Linked DNA regions of Sus scrofa: region 2 is linked to region 1. A link is a contact called in public HiChIP or PLAC-seq data. All regions are on one chromosome and are shown on one strand. Each heading gives the region's core, a stretch centred on a gene start, on an enhancer-like site or on the middle of the called end of the contact. The rest is flanking DNA. Distances are from core to core; before and after follow the strand shown.

Evidence for each region. HiChIP or PLAC-seq counts read pairs in DNA pulled down with a chosen protein or histone mark.
Region 2: a contact with region 1 is called in an H3K27ac HiChIP or PLAC-seq map of alveolar macrophages. The contact joins two enhancer-like sites. A contact is called at or near these places in 2 of 47 Hi-C or Micro-C datasets (embryonic fibroblasts and epiblast stem cells) and 1 of 2 datasets of contacts at active chromatin or transcription factors (alveolar macrophages).

Annotation. Positions count from the first base shown.
Region 1 is chr8:118,234,155-118,236,854 of Sscrofa11.1, reverse strand. No RefSeq gene overlaps it. Among named protein-coding and RNA genes, the nearest start is that of MANBA, 16 kb to the left of the region's middle. Within about 2 kb of position 1,279, at least 1 of the 83 cell types and tissues checked has an H3K27ac peak or open chromatin away from gene starts, as enhancers often do. A contact at or near this core is called in alveolar macrophages, where this site is marked.
Region 2 is chr8:118,558,538-118,561,237 of Sscrofa11.1, reverse strand. No RefSeq gene overlaps it. Among named protein-coding and RNA genes, the nearest start is that of SLC39A8, 45 kb to the left of the region's middle. Within about 2 kb of position 1,412, at least 5 of the 83 cell types and tissues checked have an H3K27ac peak or open chromatin away from gene starts, as enhancers often do. A contact at or near this core is called in alveolar macrophages, where this site is marked.

The DNA.
Region 1 (2,700 bases), core at 30-2,529:
GAAACAAACTCACAAACATGGAGAACAGATTTGTGGTTGCCAAGGGGGAGGGAGTGAGATGGACAGGGAGTTTGGGGTTGGTAGAATGCAAGCTATTACATTTAGAATGGATAAGGAATAAAGTCCTACTGTATATAACACAGGGAATTATATCAAATGTGATAAAACATGATGGGAGATAATGTAAGAAAAGGAATATATATATATATATATATATGTCACTTTGCTATACTGCAGAAATTGACACATTGTAAATCCACATACATTAATAAAAAACATTTAAAAAATTACCTTGGGTATGTATCTAGGAATGAAATTGCTGGGTCATATGGTAATTTTATGTTTAATTTTGTGAGAATAACCAAAGTGCTTTCCAAAGAAGCTGCATCATTTTACAATCCCACCAGCAATGTACAATGCTCCAGATTCTCCAAATCTTTACAAATACTTAGTTCCCATTTTAAAAAATTATAGCTATCCTAGTGAGAGTGAGGTGGTGTCTTATTGTGGTTTTGATTTGCATTCCTCTAATAAATAATGATGTTGAACATTTTTCATATGCTTGCTGGCATGTGTACATTTTTTTGAGAAATATTTATTCAAATATTTTGCCCATTTTTAAATTGGGTTACTTATCTTTCATTGAGTGTTATGGGTTCTTTATATATGCTGGATACTAGACCCTTACCAGAAATGTGATTTGCAAATATCTTCTCCTATTCTTAAGTTGTTTTTTCACTTTGATAGTGTCCTTTGATATACAGAAGTATACAATTTTTAAGGGAGTCCAATTTATCTTTCATTTCTTGTGCTTTTGGCATCATAAGAATTTATTGCCAAATCCAAAGTCACAAAAATCTACTCCTCTTCTAAGAGTTTTATAGTTTTAGATCTTACATTAAGGGCTTTTATACATTTTGAGTTAATTTTTGTATATAATGTGAGGTAGGGGCCCAAATTCATTTTTTTGCATGTTAATATCCAGTTGTCTCAGCACCATTTGTTGAAGAAACTATTCATGCCCTGTTGAGTGGTCTTGACACCCTGTTGACCACAAGATGTATATGAGTTCATTTCTGGACTCTCAACTACATTCCATTGGTCTATAAGTTTATCTTTAGGCTAGTACCACACTGATTTTTTTTTTCTTTTGCCACACCAGCAGCAAGTGAAAGTTCCCAAGCTGGGGATTGAACAGCAGCAATGTGAACCACTGATCCTTAACCTGCCAATCCAACAGATGACTCCCAGTACTATACTGTTTTGATTACTGCAGTTTTGCAGTAAATTTTGAAATCAGGAAGTAGCAATTCTCTAACTTTGTTTTGCAAGATTGTCTAGCTCTTTGTGCTCCTTTGCAATTCATATGAATTTTTAAATCTTCCATTTCTGCAAAATCACTGGAATTTTGATATGGATTGCACTGAATCTGTAGATTGATTTTATTGCCATTTTAATAAATCTTCGAATCTATGAACACAGAATGTCTTTATTTAAGACTTATTTTCAGTATACAAATTTTACCACTTTTTTATTCTTATTCTAAATGGAATTTCTTAATTTCATTTTTAGGATGGTTAAACACTACTTACAGAAATACAACTGATTTTTGTATCCTGCAACTTCACTAAATTATTAGCTGTAGTAATTACTAAGATTTCCTGTATCATGTCACCTGCAGATAGTTTTACTTCTTTTCGGGTTGGATGAGCTGATGTTTTTAATGTCTGAAGTTTTCATAAATCCATCCCTACTGATGGTACAATGTTCCTTGGCACATTTTTTCTTTTTGGTTTTTAACAATGAGGTATTATTGAGTTCCTGCAGAGTATTTGTTTGCTTCTGCCAGCACCAGGTTGCTCTGATTTGGAACTTTAAAAAATAAATCTTGGAGTTCCCATCGTGGCGCGGTGGTTAACGAATCCGACTAGGAACCATGAGGTTGCGGGTTCGGTCCCTGCCCTTGCTCAGTGGGTTAACGATCCGGCGTTGCCATGAGCTGTGGTGTAGGTTGCAGATGTGGCTCGGATCTCGCGTTGCTGTGGCTCTGGCGTAGGCCGGTGGCTACAGTTCCGACTCGACCCCTAGCCTGGGAACCTCCATATGCCGCGGGAGCGGCCCAAAGAAATAGCAAAAAGACCAAAAAAAAAAAAAAAAAAATCTATTAATCATAAAGTGTATATTTGTTTAAAAGGTTTTTATATTTATCATACTTATTTTCAGTTTTTGTCATTTTGTGTTTTTAACCTGTAATTTATTATTTAAGTTTTAATTAATGTCTGTATTGAAACGTAAAGAGTGTCAGATGCTTTTCTCTTGATGGTCATTGTCTTTCTTTTTTTTCTTCCCACCACTACCACGGCATATGGAAGTTCCCAGGCCTGGGATAAAACTGAACCAGAGCTGCAACCCACACAACAGCTGAAGCAATGCTGGATCCTTAACCCACTGCTTGGGACCAGGGATGGAACTGGTGTCTTCACCCCCTTTTGGGGGTCCTAGTTTCAACTTGGTTTTGGCATAAGAATACTTTCTTTCTTGGCAAATTAACAGTAAGTTTTTAAATGTTTTTTTCCCAGCACTAAACTAAAAGCAGTTTAGTTGCTCTTTTCACAGAATTCGTCAGTATAATTGTCTACAGCAATAGAAACCGGACTGTCTATCCACTCACTGAGGTATTTCAGTCACGAAAGTTCAATT
Region 2 (2,700 bases), core at 163-2,662, 320 kb before region 1:
CCCAGTTAGCAGTCGTCTCATTAAGACTATTAGAAATTGAAAGAAATCAAGCTTAACTTTATAACTCGATTTTAATTCCCCTTGCCAAAAAAAGAAAAAAGAAAAAAACTAAAAAGAAAAATATCCTGTGATAGTACTGGGCTCAATATACAATAGTTCTACCCTGTAAAGTCAGAGAGAGTCCTTTTAAGTTCAACTATATCTAAACACCAATTCATATTTCTGACAGATGTCCTCCAAGGTTTAATTGGTTTATATCCAACAACTCTAAACAACATGTCAATCTTTATTTATTAATATGGGGTACATTTACACAAGTAATTTTCCCCCAAAGGGTCACTAGGGAGCTCTCAAACTCAGACATTTTACAAGTGAATTTCTGAAGTTTTTCTATGGGTAATTCTGCTTTGAAAATTTTCCAGTCTTCAAACCATCAAGAGTGTAGAACTTTGGAACCTTCTTTATTGATTTGCCCTTGTCCTGGAGCAGACTCAGAATTGTTTTCTGAGAAAAATCTTTAAACTGTCTACCATGCTCCCAGGCCTCCTCTTGGCAGAGGTAGGTCAATGCCAACTCAAGTCTAAGGTAGGCACTTGATTTTCACAAGGTGACATTCTCTTTTATCTCTTTGCTCAGTTGACTTTTAAAACATATGCTTTTTGAGGTATATGAGTTTTTAAAATACAGTGTTTCATAACACCAAATACATTTGCCAAATAATAAAATGGCCATCGCTACTTATGCTTTATCCTGGATTAATCTCTGGAGTGCTAAGATACCAGGCCATTCCCACTGCATCCTATGTAAGCCTTTCAAATCACTCAAACCTAGATCATCTTATTGGATTCTCATCATAACCCTGTTAGATAATTAAGGTAGAGATTATTATCCCCATTTTTCAGGTGGGAAAACTAATAAATGGGGTAATTAAATCTCTGAAACCCAAGTTAAAGGACTGAGTCAAGCAATTGAGTCAAAACAGAAGAATACATATAACAATATTTATTGAGTAGCTTTCTTGGTTACAATTTTCTGCCTCTCTGTTGTAGCTAAAAGGCAGCCTAAAATCTTAACCAAAAGGTGAAGGAGTAATTTACTCCCTGTAAAGGTTAGCTCCCTAATAACAGATAACAGGGGAGCCTGCTTTTCTTCATCTATAAAATAACGTTGAACTAACTAATCAGAGGTCATGACCTGGCAGGATAATGAATAGTTTCAGGATGCATTTCAACTGACCTGCAGACTCTTGGGTCAGAAAATTTTAACATTAAAAAAGTCAGAGATTTCTGGCTTCTCTTGTAATCATAAAATTGGGCTGCCCTTGACCCATATTTGTGCATGGTAGCAATCGAATGGAGTTACATCCACACTTCCCCTTTTGCTAAAGCATGTACTTCTCCGTTTCCCATGATTCATACCACTCCCTATTACTTACACCCAAAGAAGCTTCATTTAAGGGCACTATTGCTTGAGTCCTGTAGATATTTCACTTCCTCATTCATTTTATTCAACAAGCATTTACCAGACGAAGCTTATACATGCAATATTACACAACACATACTCAGAAGGAAAGGGTAACTAAAACAAAGCCCAGGAGCGCCACCATCTCATCCTATGGTGGGGACACATGGGCATAAATAGATTGTTACTACATAGATGCCTTGGGGCTCAGTTTTCGGACCTATTCTCCGCTCTTTTTTTCACTCCCTTGGTATCCTCACTCAGACTCATGGCTTTAAATACCATCTCTTTGCTGATGTACATCTCTAGTCTGGCCCTGGATTCCAGTCTCATCTGGCTAAATGCCTAATAAATAACTTCACCTGGAAATCTTATCGTCATTCAAACTCCATAGGTCCAAAATCAGACCATGAGTTCAGCTCCCAAAGCCTCAGTCTTTCCTGTATCAAAGAATGACAACCCTCTTCTTCGAGTGGGTAAGGCCAAACCCTTGACGTCTTCACTTCTTACCCTTTTCATTCATTCCATCAGCAAGTCATGTTAGCCCAGGGAAGGGAGGCTGCGAGTCTCCATGAAGTGACATCTGAGGATGAATGGTACTTAACTGGATGAAAAAGGAAATGACGTGCATTGCAGACAGAGGGGACCACATAAGCACAGGTGTGGAAGAGAGAAATAACCGGACATCTAGGAGGAACTCTAAGTAAGTCAATGTACCTAAAACATAACTTATGGGAAGAGAGACACTGAAGATGGTTGTAGAGATGTAGGTGGGGTCTGGATCACAGAAGGCCTTTTATCCCATTTATCAACCCGTATCATCAAAGCATTTTAGGCAGGTAGGACACTGATGAGTAAAGCCAGGTGAGAGATGGTTAGGCCCTAAACTGAAGCAGCCACAACTTGGATTTAAACTCAGTAGGACTGAAGATTGGGCCAGTGTAGGAGAGGAAAAGAAACCATGAAGATAACATAGCCCCGAATGGAAATACAGGAGAAACGATTTGGAGAAGGAAATAATAATTCAGTATCAGAAATACTGAACTTGACAGCCCATGGAGCAACCATGGAAACGACTTAATGAGTTACCCAAAGCTTGGGAGATGTAGCCTGGAGATATGAGTTTGAGAACCATCAGCAAATAAATGGGAATTAGAGCTACGACAACTGTACACTGTGTCCCTTAGCCAAGTCACCTAATGGCTCTCTGTCCCAGTTTTCTCATCTATAAAGTGGGGA